2 separate regions of the Mus musculus genome follow, and region 1 is linked to region 2. A link is a contact called in public HiChIP or PLAC-seq data. All regions are on one chromosome and are shown on one strand. Each heading gives the region's core, a stretch centred on a gene start, on an enhancer-like site or on the middle of the called end of the contact. The rest is flanking DNA. Distances are from core to core; before and after follow the strand shown. Region 1 holds the start of Tmem179 (transmembrane protein 179). Region 2 overlaps Kif26a (kinesin family member 26A).

Region 1 (5,673 bases), core at 961-3,460, 350 kb after region 2:
CTGGTACGGCCTGGGTCTGTAGCCTGACTCGTGCAGAACAGTCATCCCTGTGTAAACAAGATCCCCACCTGCAAGCGCAGGGGCTCTTCATGGCCCCTGGTGCCCCAGCCTCTGGTGGTCCCATACACGGACCACACACATGGGTCCTCCCTAGGGAACTTCCCTTGGGTCAACCTGGCTAGACCATGTCCGCCATGAGGCTGCCTCTCCTACAGGAAAGCCCCGAAGGCCAGAGGAGTCAGATCAGGCTATCTTCCCACTGACCACCGCCATGTCACCTGTCTCAGGGTGCTCCCTCCTGCCTCAATCTGCACACAGTGAGGTGACTCCCAGTTTGTGGACAAAAGCTCTCAAATTCATATGAACAATGAAAGACTGGTGTCAAGGAATGCTCCTCAGGAGGGACAAGACTCTGTCCTACGGAAGAGTCTCATCCTCCCAGCCAAGTTTGGTCCACATTACCTGGAGGCTCTTAGGACCACTCCTGGCTTCCAACAGACTCCCATCAAAACCTGACCATAGTGAGTTGAACTGCATCTCTTCCAAGTCCTAACCTTGCTACCTGTGGATATGGTTGCTTGATCTTCTCTCAGGAAAAGCAGTATCAGAGACTGGCAAGAGGATATTCAAGAACAGGGGCAGAGGCTGGAACACACAGGAGGCTAGAGCCAGCAGGAATAGACGCGTAGGAAAGAGCTTCTCTAGTTCTAACTCTAAGGACACTTCGATTCTGGACTCTCGGCCTCTACTGTGGTGAGAGCGTTAACTGTTTCATGTTCTTCATCTGTGGTACTAGCAAGAACCCCCTTCACCCAGCCTCCTACATCCTTGTGTTCTCAGAGACCCGTGCTTGTCACCCACCTCCTTGCAAGGGAGCAACTAAAAACATGGATGGGGAGGGCTGGACGTGGGAATTCACTCTCTATTGCAGGAGCATTGGTATTCCAGGACCCAGGAAGCCTCAGCCAGGGAGAGGGTGGGCTCTTGATTGTTGTTGGCTGAGGACACCAAGTGACCACATTCTACTGGCTTCAGACAGGTGACAAAGAAAAAAAGGGTGAAGAAACTCGGGAGGTACAGGGAACACAAAGGAGATCCTACTCACCCACCACACACACACACACACACACACACACAGACAGACATATAGACACATGCACAGTATACACACAGAGTACACACACACATAAAGGCACACACAGAGTACACACAGAGAGACACACATACACACACACACACACACACACACACACACACACACACACACACACACACTGTACATGCCTCCAGCTTAAGGGGAGCTTAAGGAGCTCTACAGACATCCTCTGCCATCTTTTCCCAAGAGGAGTAGCAAAAATAGAAGACTACCCGCTCTTTCCAAAGTGTAGTCCCTTCCCCCACTCACAGGAAAGGGGTGCAGGCCCAAGACTACTGCAAATGGTCCCAGGTCCCGAGGAGTGTGGCCTAGCTTAACAAGAGAGCCCAGACATGCAGCCATGACAGTGCAACATCTGTGCTCCAAGGGGTCAGGACTGAGAATTCGGAGTGATGCATCCCTTGGGAATAGAAAGAGATCATGTGGGTCGGACAGACAGCCTCATAGCCGCTGGGCCTGTGTGTAAACAAAGGGCAGTCTGCTTAAAATAATGAGGCTGAAAGTGTTGACACTTGCAGGCCTCTGCAGCAAGAGAGGTGGAGGGGCTCATGGCCCCGGAGAGGAGAGCCTGATAGGTGCCAGGAACCGTGTGAGTGTTGCATCAGTTTGCGCTGGGCTGCTGAAAGGCCTAAACTTACCCCTCGTGTCCCTTGCAGAGGAAGAAGAGCGTGCGCCATGCGTGCGCAGCAGCCAGCAGCAGTGACAGGAGGCTGGCGAGCAGGCTGAAGCGGCAGGCAGCCGGTGGGCCCCACTCCTGCACAGTGAAGCGCTCCCGCCCCTGCATCGTCAGGTTGGCACTCAGCCACATACCCTCGGTAAAGAGTAGGCAGCGGCCACGAAAGTCGTGGCCGTTCTCGGACAATGGCACCACCACCACGAAGCTGAACAAGAAGGCCAGAAAGTAACAGACGCACTGCGCGAAGAGGAAATTGTTGAGCGCCATGGTGGTGCCAGGATGAGAGGAGCCGCTGGCGAGGCCACCGGACAGGGACGCGATCGCTCCAGAAGCCGGGCCGCGAGTCTCCGGCGCCGCGCAGGCCGGTCCCGAGCCGCGTGGGAGGCTGCGCAATGACGGCGCCCGCGGGTCTCTCGCGTTGCGCGCAGACGCGTGCGCACAGGCCGAGCGTGGGGCGCGCCTGCGGTCAGTACCGCGGACAGTTCCCGCGGCTGCAGGATAGGTAGACAGAGCACTACACTAGACAGACTGCATTGGTGGAGACGTGCCATGGAAACCTGGCAGGGGTCGTGAGCATTACTAAGTCAGCTTGGGGAAACCCGACTCTGTCAGGAAGGGTACCAGCAGCGAAAGGCTAAGGAGGAGAAGGATGGAGTCCTATGTGCAGTTCAGACTCCTTTGCCAGGGCCTTTGTCTTTAAAGCGAATGGAGGAGGGAGGCAGAGAGTCGGGTCGGTAGGTGTGAGGATAGAAAAGAGGAAGGGTTCAAGTATTCCTAGGCGGGAGCAGACTCGTGATCTGTTTGTGCTCCGAGAACCATGCCCTCAGCCCCACAGTAGAGCCCTCCACTCCGCGTTTGTAAGATAAATAATGGTTGCCCTGGGCACCTCATTAAGACCTCTTTGCTGTGATGGAGCTGGTGGTGCATTAATTAATAGAATTAATGACTTTTCTAGTTTCCCTTAATACCAAGTAACCGTTAGTCCAATTCCCAGATGAGTAAGCCCTAGAGACATCCTTCTGGATATAGATTACATCAGCATTATTTTTGGCTTCAGGCACTAAAAATTCCTTTTGTTTTATTGCCAAAGTAATATGGGCTTGTTTTTTTTTTTAATTACAATGAGGAATATGTGTGATACAAAGACACCAAGTTTCTTCCTCTTCCCTCCACTCCGGCACATCGTTACTACTCGTGACAACCTGATGTCTACCCATCCAGACATTTTGCACCACGCACACACAATTTTCAAAAATGTTTCATACTATGCCTGTGTCTACAGGCAATTCAGTCATCCAACAGTATGCATTATTCCCTGTCTGCACAAGCAAGCCCGTGGTCTTCTTTCTAGTTATTGTGTAACATTCCGTAACATTGACTGTTGTGTGTGACTATCCCTCTCTGGGGGGACATTGAGCGTCTCCAGTGTCTGTTGTTTCCGGCTCTGCTGTGTGACATCCTGGTGTCTTTTTCTGCGGCTGTGCCAGCTGTGCAGGCAGCACATGAGTCTCTATGAAAGTCTTAGGAGAAGAATGACTGGGTCATGAGGTACGAACACTTCAAGTGGTGTTGGCAGGAGTCGCCAAACTGGTCTCTGGCAATATCGTGAAGATAGTCCACACATCAACTCTGCAGACCCTTCTCCTGAGCAGGGCTTTCAATCTGGTTGGTTTTTACACACGGAAAGACAGCTCATTGATTTGTGACTTGTCTTCTGCTTATCACTGGGAGGTCAAAATCTGCTCATAGTCATTACCATTTGTTATCCGCCTCTGCACATAGAGCATTCATTTTGCAATCTCTTGAGTACGTTATATGAAGGAACAGGATAAGGTCTGCAGCAGCTACTCTTTTCTCAGAGAATCCACCCAGGGTTTCTTCCACTGCCAAGACTCCCCAACCCAAACCAGGGGGGATTGTTTAGGAAGCTCAGCCTGCCCCATCCCAAACACAAATCCTAACCATTCATCAGCACTGGAAAATTTTGACCAAAAAACAACAAACAAACAAAATTGACCCTGACAATTGAGAAGGAAACAGATTGCATCAGAGGGATGACTAAAAAGGGACTCTGGTACCCTAATTTATGAGTTCCACTTAACCTTAAAAAATAATCAGGGGCTGGAGAAGTGGTTCAGACACTGGCTGCCCTTCTAGAAGACCAAGGTTCAATTCCCAGCACCCACATGGTGGAGCACAGTCATCTTTCACTCCAGTTCCAGAAGATCAGGTGCCATCTTCTGACTTCTGCCAGCACCAGGCATGCAAGCGTGGCACATGGGTGCAGGCAAAATGCCCATACAGTTAAAATAAAATAATAGAATTTTAATTACGAAAATCAGAGATTCTCTTGGTATTTGTATTAGTCCAGATTCCTCAGAGAAACAGAACCAACAGGATTATTTCACATGCTGTGGAAACTGGAAAGCTCACAATTCCAGGGCTGGCTGTGAAACCGGATCCGGAGATACGATCTGATGCTTTGGTTCAAGCTCAGGGTTATTCTGATGTGGAAGTCCCTCTTGCTCTAAGTAGAGGAGGTTTGTTCTATACAGAGCTTTAACAGATGGGATGAGGGTCTCTCGCAGCATGGAGGAAAACCAGCTTTACTCAACTGATTCAAATGTCAACTTTATCCAGGATATATTCCCAAGAAAACTTCCAGAATGATGTTCAGCAACATGTCTGGGCACCTTGTCTAACTAATTTAGCCCATAAAATTAGCCATTTTATTACTGAAATAATTTCAATCTATAGAAACTATGGAAAACGTCACAATTCTTGTGTGTGTGTGTGTGTGTGTGTGTGTATGTATGTGTGTGTGTGTGTCTGTGTCTGTGTCTGTGTCTGTGTCTGTGTCTGTGTGTGTGTGTGTGTGTGTGTGTGTGTGTGTGTGTGTCTGTGTGTCTGGGGGGGGGTGTCTCTTTATGTTTCCTTGGACGGCCTGAAATTCACTAAGTAGACAAGGCTGATCTTGAACTCGTAGAGATTCTCTTGCCTCTGCATCCTGAGTGCTGCTATTAAATTCATGCACCACGACGCCTGACTCTCATGTTTCATTTTTAAAGCCAATATTGCATTCATGGAAAAACCCCATCAGAACTGTGTGGGAAATAAAATAATAGAAAATTGCATTTACAAATATTAATGCCAAGTTTAAAAAAAACAGTGAATTGAATACAATCAGCGAACTAGTAAGAAAATATGGATAAGTAAAAATTTACCCTACAAAGGCAAGAAGAGCTAAGCTACAGGAGATTTATCAACAAGCAAAGGGATAAAGCCTGCGTTCTGTGTGCAGGCATATCTGAAAGCTATTGCATATCACTACGTATCCCTTTCTGGTTCTTCAATTCTGCATAGAAATAGAAGAAAGCCGGGCAGTGGTGGCTCACACCTTTAATCCCAGCTCTTGGGAGGCAAAGGCAGGCAAATTTCTGAGTTCGAGGCTAGCCTGGTCTACAAAGTGAGTTCCAGGACAGCCAGGGCTATACAGAGAAACCCTGTCTTGGAAAAAAAAAAAAAGGAAAGAAAAAGAAAAGAAAAGAAAAGAAAAGAAAAAAGAAAGAAAGAAATAGAAGAGAACTACCAGACTATGTTAGTCTGCCTTTAAGACACAAAGTTTGTACCTGTTCAGATAAAGAAAAAATCAAGATAGGAATGCTCACTGTCACAGTCATTTTTGACCATTTGTTTGATGATTCTCTCAGTGAACGGAGACAAGGAAACAAGAGCCATAGCGTATCCATGGAAACGAGTGAAATTATCTTTATGGGAAGATAATGTGACTTTACACCAAGAACTCTCAAGCTATTCTACTACAATAATTAGAATTTTCAAG
Region 2 (5,483 bases), core at 743-3,242:
CTAAGCAGTGGGGGTGAGGGAGTGGATCAGAGAAGAGGGCAGGCCAGGCTGGATTCTGAGGCATGTTTAGGACTGTTGTCCTATACACCTATACTTGCAGTTGATTAATGTTTGGTGCAGTGTCCGGTAAGCTCAGCTATGGATCTTTCAAGTCCTGGGGTACTGGGTGCTGCTGGGGACTAGGAAGGTGCTGGGCTGGCACTGGCTCAAAGCATGGGCTGGGCTTGGGGCTTTCACAGGCAGAGAGTGTCCCATCCCCTGTCTGGGATTTCGAAGCTGGGTCCTTCAGGGGCTGAGCAGGGTGAGGCTTTTGCTGTAAGGACGGTAACTGCCCTGCTGCGGTAAGGTCTCTGGGTACATGGTGGCTCGTTCTACAGAGGTACCACACCTGGTCTCAGGGCTGCATCCGTTGAGAGACCCTGGTAATATCTGAGCTCATCCCAGGGTCACCTGTGCCCTCTCAGCCTGGGGATCCCAGGCTTCTGTCATCTGGGACACAGGCCATATTGTCAAAGTGGAGAGGGTATTTTGGAGCTCTAGGGGCCTGGGGCTTTCTGGAAGAGACCAGCTGCCTGTCCTTTCCTGCTAGGGCTTGAGTCCCCTCTGCTCCCAGAGCCCGAGGGGCTAGTAAACAGCATGTGAAAGCTGTCCTGGGGACATTTAATTATATCTGTGCACCGTGCTGAGGCCTCTCCCTCTCTAGAATTTATTTTAGCTAATTAGTTGGAAATGCCAGAGTTGTATTTCAGATAGTGGAGTGTCATACGTTATCATATGGGGGGACAATTAGCTCTCATGCCAAATATTTATTGTGGTGCCTTGCGTAATTGTACCTTTGGGTGCTCCCAGATGGCCCAGGGATGAGGGCCAGAAGAGGTCTGTCTGCCTGACCTCTGCGGTCACTCCAGGACTTGAGAAAAGCTGTAGAGTCAGCCCCAGGTGGGGTCTGCATTTTCCTCCGTGGCTGGGGTAGACCTGTCACATGCCCTGAGCTGGGGACAGGAGTCCTGGTAGATTGCCTTGGAGGCTAGGCCTTTAGTGCAGGCTCCAGGTCTCTAGGCTGTGATTTCCAGTCACATAGGCAGGATTTTGCAAGTGAGGGTACTCAGCCTGGGGTGATGGGTCTGTCACCTGCCTGTTCCTCACGCGGATTTCTCCTTCCTCCAGGCTGAGGCAGCTGTAGCTGCGGTGGCTGTGGCCGACACTGTCCGAGACTGTGCTCCAGCAGCAGGCCCTGAACGTATGTCGAAGGCGTGGGGCCGAGGGGCAGCATGCACTACAGCCCTGGTTACCCCAGCCCCAGGCACCTCAGCAGGGGGTTCCACAGGCCCGTCTGCAGCGGCCTCTTTCTTTATAAGGTAGGTCCTCTGGGGTCACACAAGCTGCAGCATGTTGTTGGAGAATGGAGGCCTTGATCTGTCTGTTCTTGGGAGAAAGAACTGTGGCTCAGTTGATGGAAGAGTGGGAGCTTCGAGAATCCCGGCTGGCCTCCTGGGACACTTTTCAAGGGTACCTGTCTAGGGCCCACAGTTTGGGTGCATAGATGTGAAGAGGCTGGGGTTTGACTCCTCCCCTCCCGGATGCCTGTCTTGAGGTTGTAAGATGGTGTGGTTGTGGTCGTCTGGCCAGAGGGAAAGAAGTACTTCAGGGTGAGAACAGGACCCCCTCTTCCTGAGTTTGGCCAGCGGGTGGGTGGGGGAGCCTGGCCAGTGCATGGGTTGGAGAGAGTTTCCCTGGCTCCAAGGCAAAGCCTCTGGTTCTGCAGACCCAAGGCTGGAGTCCTACCCTCATCCACAGCCTGAGGGAACAGGGATTACAGGATGTAATCGCCATAATGAGAGGTAATGGCAGCCAGCTGGGGGTCACTGTCCCATTAGCAGCCCGAATGGGCGCTGATAAGCTTGTCTGTATCACGCTGGGCAGTGTGCAGAGGCTGTCTTATCAGCCCTGGTCCGGGGGGACTTGAGGGCCTGATGGGGGGCGTGACGGGGCATGTGATTAGGGCATTGTCAGGGCTGGCTGATGAATGCTACAGTGCAGTGCGCACGACCTCCTGTGACTGATGTGGCCTCAGCAACCAACCCAGCCAGATGCAGACAAGCTGCCTAGATGGGGACAGCCTGTCTGGGAACCTCCCTGTGCCAGCAGCAGTCAGGGTAGGGTCTAGGGGGCTGGGCACGAGGGGCTGATATCTGGCCATGTCCTTATCCTGCTCAGTCCTGATTTCAAGGGCCTTTGCTTTGAGGATTTGGTGGCCGGTGTGTAGCTACACTCCTGGCTTGGTACTAGGTAGGAGGTTTTGAAATGCTCAAATCTATTGAAAAGTGTTTACATGGTTGTAGGTCCTGAGTCTGGGTACCACCTGGCACCCTGATTCTGAGGTGCCTGAGGAAGGTCTTGACACAGCGTGTGTGGTATGTGTGGCCCCCTCTCACTGGCTCATTAGCCACCCTGCCCGGCTGCAGGCAGCAGCTGCTGACTGCCTTTTGTCTCATCCCAGGCTGTGGAGGTTCCTCTGCCTGAGCAACACCCTGACCTTGGAAAGTTACCATAGAAACAAAGAAACAAGTGGACTTGGGTGGGGGCTGGAGGCAGGTTTCCCAAGGCACGCATGCACGCACACGTGTGGGGTAGGGGTGGGGGGTGGGTGGGAGTCACTGTGACTATCAGTGGCTTCCTGACCTGTGATGTGTGGCCTCTCAAGGGTCGGGTTTAGAGTAGGTGCTTCTGCAGGTGGTATCCAGCAGGGCTGAGATTGCTACTGGGAGGCTCGCCCCAATGAGCTTTGAAACTTTGTAACCACTACCTGGCTTTGTGGATAAGGGCGAGGCATAGAGTTGGAGAGGGGATTGCCCAGAGTGCACCAGGAGGCAGTAGACCTCCGCCCCACCCCACAGCTCCTACTGAGCAGGTGCTGTGTTCACGCTCTGATCCTGGACAGTAGGAGTGACCCTCGCCTATCCCTTGGGGGTTTTGCACAATGGTGTATAGGTGTGTGTGTGTGTCTGGAATCTGTGAAGGTGGCCCTTGGATGAAGGCCAGGTCAGAGAGTTGCCTGCCCTCCGGGAGGGCTTCAGGGGCTGAGGAGATGAGGTGGCAGGGGCATCTATGCTGTGCCCAGAAAGCAGGGTGAGCTCGGAGGTTCAGGTTCTCCAATCTTACAGTCCTGAGCGGGGGCTCTGCACTTGGCCTGACTGCTCTTTCCAGGCTGAACAAGCAACTCAAGCCATCCTCACCCACTTCAGTGGGCCATGCCCACATGAAGAACACTGTAGTCCTAAGGGTACCCGGGAGCCTGGGAGTTGGGGGAGGGGTGGAGTAACATCCGCTCCTCTGGACCTGCAGTTAAGCACTGACTAGACAATACCTGCCCAGTCAGAAATTTGAGGCCACACTCCATAGGGACTACCGTGACCCTGATACCCATGTCCTAAACCCTCTAACTGCTGTGCAACTTGCAGCCTCCCCTCTCTCTGATGCTCCCATTAATTAGCACAGCCCACCTGCCTAGCTGTCCTACTGCCCTTGGTAAATATGAGATACTCTGGCACCCAGAATCTGGCTATCTTGAGAACATCTGCTGGGGTAGGTTGTGGAGAGACAGCTGCTTTGGTGGCAGTTTTCTTTAGTCAGGTCTTGAGTTCCTTTAGCTGTTTGACCCATGAGGAGCTCCCAGTAAGCACTTTAGGCCCTCATGAGGCGGATCCTGCAGATGGCAGGTCCGAGGTAGTGAAGGAGGCTAGGTGTGTGGCCTTGTTGTGTCCCCCAACCCCTCAGCTTAGGGAAGTTTTGGACTGGCAGCAGCTGGTCGCTCCAAGGGAGCAGGCTGCCTTTCAGATACCTAGAGATCTCAGTGCTAAGCCCAGTTGCCTCTAAAGTACCTTCCTCTTGGAAAGAGGTAAGTTTTTTTTTTTTTTTTTTATGAGACGAGTTTTGGTTTTGATTTTGGTTTTGGTTTTTGTTGTTGTTTTGTTTTTCTTCTCTCTGTTTTCACGAGTCAGTGACCAGAGAAGTGATGGATCTTGGATTTGCTTGCTGTTCAGGCTGGTGTTCACAAACTGGGCCACTCACGTCCTCAGCAAAGGTGTGTGCCAGGCTCCCTGTGAGCTCAGGAAGTCTCTGGCAAGAGTGGTTCTATAGACTAGGAAGCTTAGGGCTGGGGTCTGCATCGGGGCATCAGGACAGGCTTCCTGGAGGTGGTGTCCTTTGAGGGTGCGAGCTGTTTGGAAGCTCTTGCCTTTTTTCTTTTCGAGACTGCTCACATCTGCTCACTCCTCCCTGCCTACCCCAGGGCCCCAGGGCTGCCACTTCCTAACAGCATGGTGGTCTTAGTGGCCCTGCACGTGATACCCTATTTTTTCCTAGCCTTGGGGAGACTATAGTGTTTTTTATGTTCTTGCTGCTTAGAACCCAGGTTTGTATCTTTAACAAACTGGGGTCCTCAGGGTCGGTCCTGACCTCTGGGACTTCCTAAAGTCCCTGCCTGTTCCAGCAGCTGCTGGCTGTCACTCCCCTGCTACTGCAAGTCAGGTCAGACCCAAGAGCTGGCTGCTGCAGGAGGTGCCCAGGTCAGCTGATGCCTGTACTGTCCTCTCTGGCTTCTGAGGAGGCCACCAAGGGCAGGGTTCTCTGTAGACCCAGTGGCTTACCCAGCAAAGCCAGCCTTATTCCTAGCCACCGTCTTGTTCCAGCTGTCTGGCCTCTGCTGGCCTCTATATACCTCGAGGTATGGGTGTCCCCCCTAGCCTTCTTTAAAGGTTGCACCCTGGCCCTGCCTGACCTATGGGAAGGCCTGGAGGCCAGACATAGCTGTAAAGAGCTGGTTCAGAGTGGATGTGCCTTGGCCTTCTGCTGACTGCTGACCAGTGTAGACATCTTGAGGGGCGGGGAGGCTCTCACCACACCCTCTAGCCCTGGAGAATATTTGGCAGCCCTCATGTACTGTCTCCAAACCCTAGGAACAGGTTTTCTTTGCACCCACTTATAGGCAAAAAAACAAAACAAAACAAAACAAAAACAAAACAAAAAAACCAAACAAACAAAAAACCCTACTCCAGGAAGTCTTTTTTTTTTCCTGCCCAGCTGGGAAGGCATAGATCTTATATTAGGCCTCAGCCCTGGGCAGTGCCAGGCAAGGGGGTCGTGATTCCTCTGCCCTGATCGTACTTGGAAATAAGACTGCTTTCGGAGGCAGGACTGGGACTTTTTTTTTCCTCCGGAGGCTGTGAGGGTGGGATCTGGCGCGGGAGCCCAGATAGGGAGTTGGGAGGCACTAAGAGCCCTGAGCTGGTGCAGGCTCTGTCTGCTGTGGCCTTTCCCGGCCACTGTCCATGCCCGTGACCCCCACAAGAGTAGTTGGGGACCCTTGAAGCCTTGACTTCACAATTCTCAGTATACACAGTGGTAGGTAAGTGTCCACCTCTCTTGCCCGTGGTTTGCCGTATGTTACTTCTGCGAAGGAGCTGAGCGACTGCCCCACTTTC

Evidence for each region. HiChIP or PLAC-seq counts read pairs in DNA pulled down with a chosen protein or histone mark.
Region 1: an H3K4me3 HiChIP or PLAC-seq map of embryonic forebrain shows a contact between it and region 2, with 4 times the contacts expected there. The contact joins the promoter of Tmem179 here to the enhancer-like site in region 2. A contact is called at or near these places in 2 of 39 promoter capture datasets (HPC-7-derived erythroid cells and embryonic stem cells), 1 of 484 Hi-C or Micro-C datasets (embryonic fibroblasts), 13 of 115 datasets of contacts at active chromatin or transcription factors (SST interneurons, embryonic basal ganglia, embryonic forebrain and 8 more) and 3 of 9 other capture datasets (adipose tissue, embryonic stem cells and liver).

The regions. Positions count from the first base shown.
Region 1 is chr12:112,508,950-112,514,622 of GRCm38.p6, forward strand. It overlaps Tmem179 (transmembrane protein 179), which reads right to left and starts at 2,211. Exons shown (of 4, transcript NM_178915.3): 1 at 1,795-2,211. The coding sequence starts at 2,099.
Region 2 is chr12:112,162,184-112,167,666 of GRCm38.p6, forward strand. It overlaps Kif26a (kinesin family member 26A), which reads left to right. Exons shown (of 16, transcript NM_001097621.1): 4 at 1,168-1,358. Among named protein-coding and RNA genes, the nearest start is that of Kif26a, 19 kb to the left of the region's middle. Within about 2 kb of position 1,993, at least 45 of the 459 cell types and tissues checked have an H3K27ac peak or open chromatin away from gene starts, as enhancers often do. A contact at or near this core is called in embryonic forebrain, embryonic stem cells and neural stem cells, where this site is marked.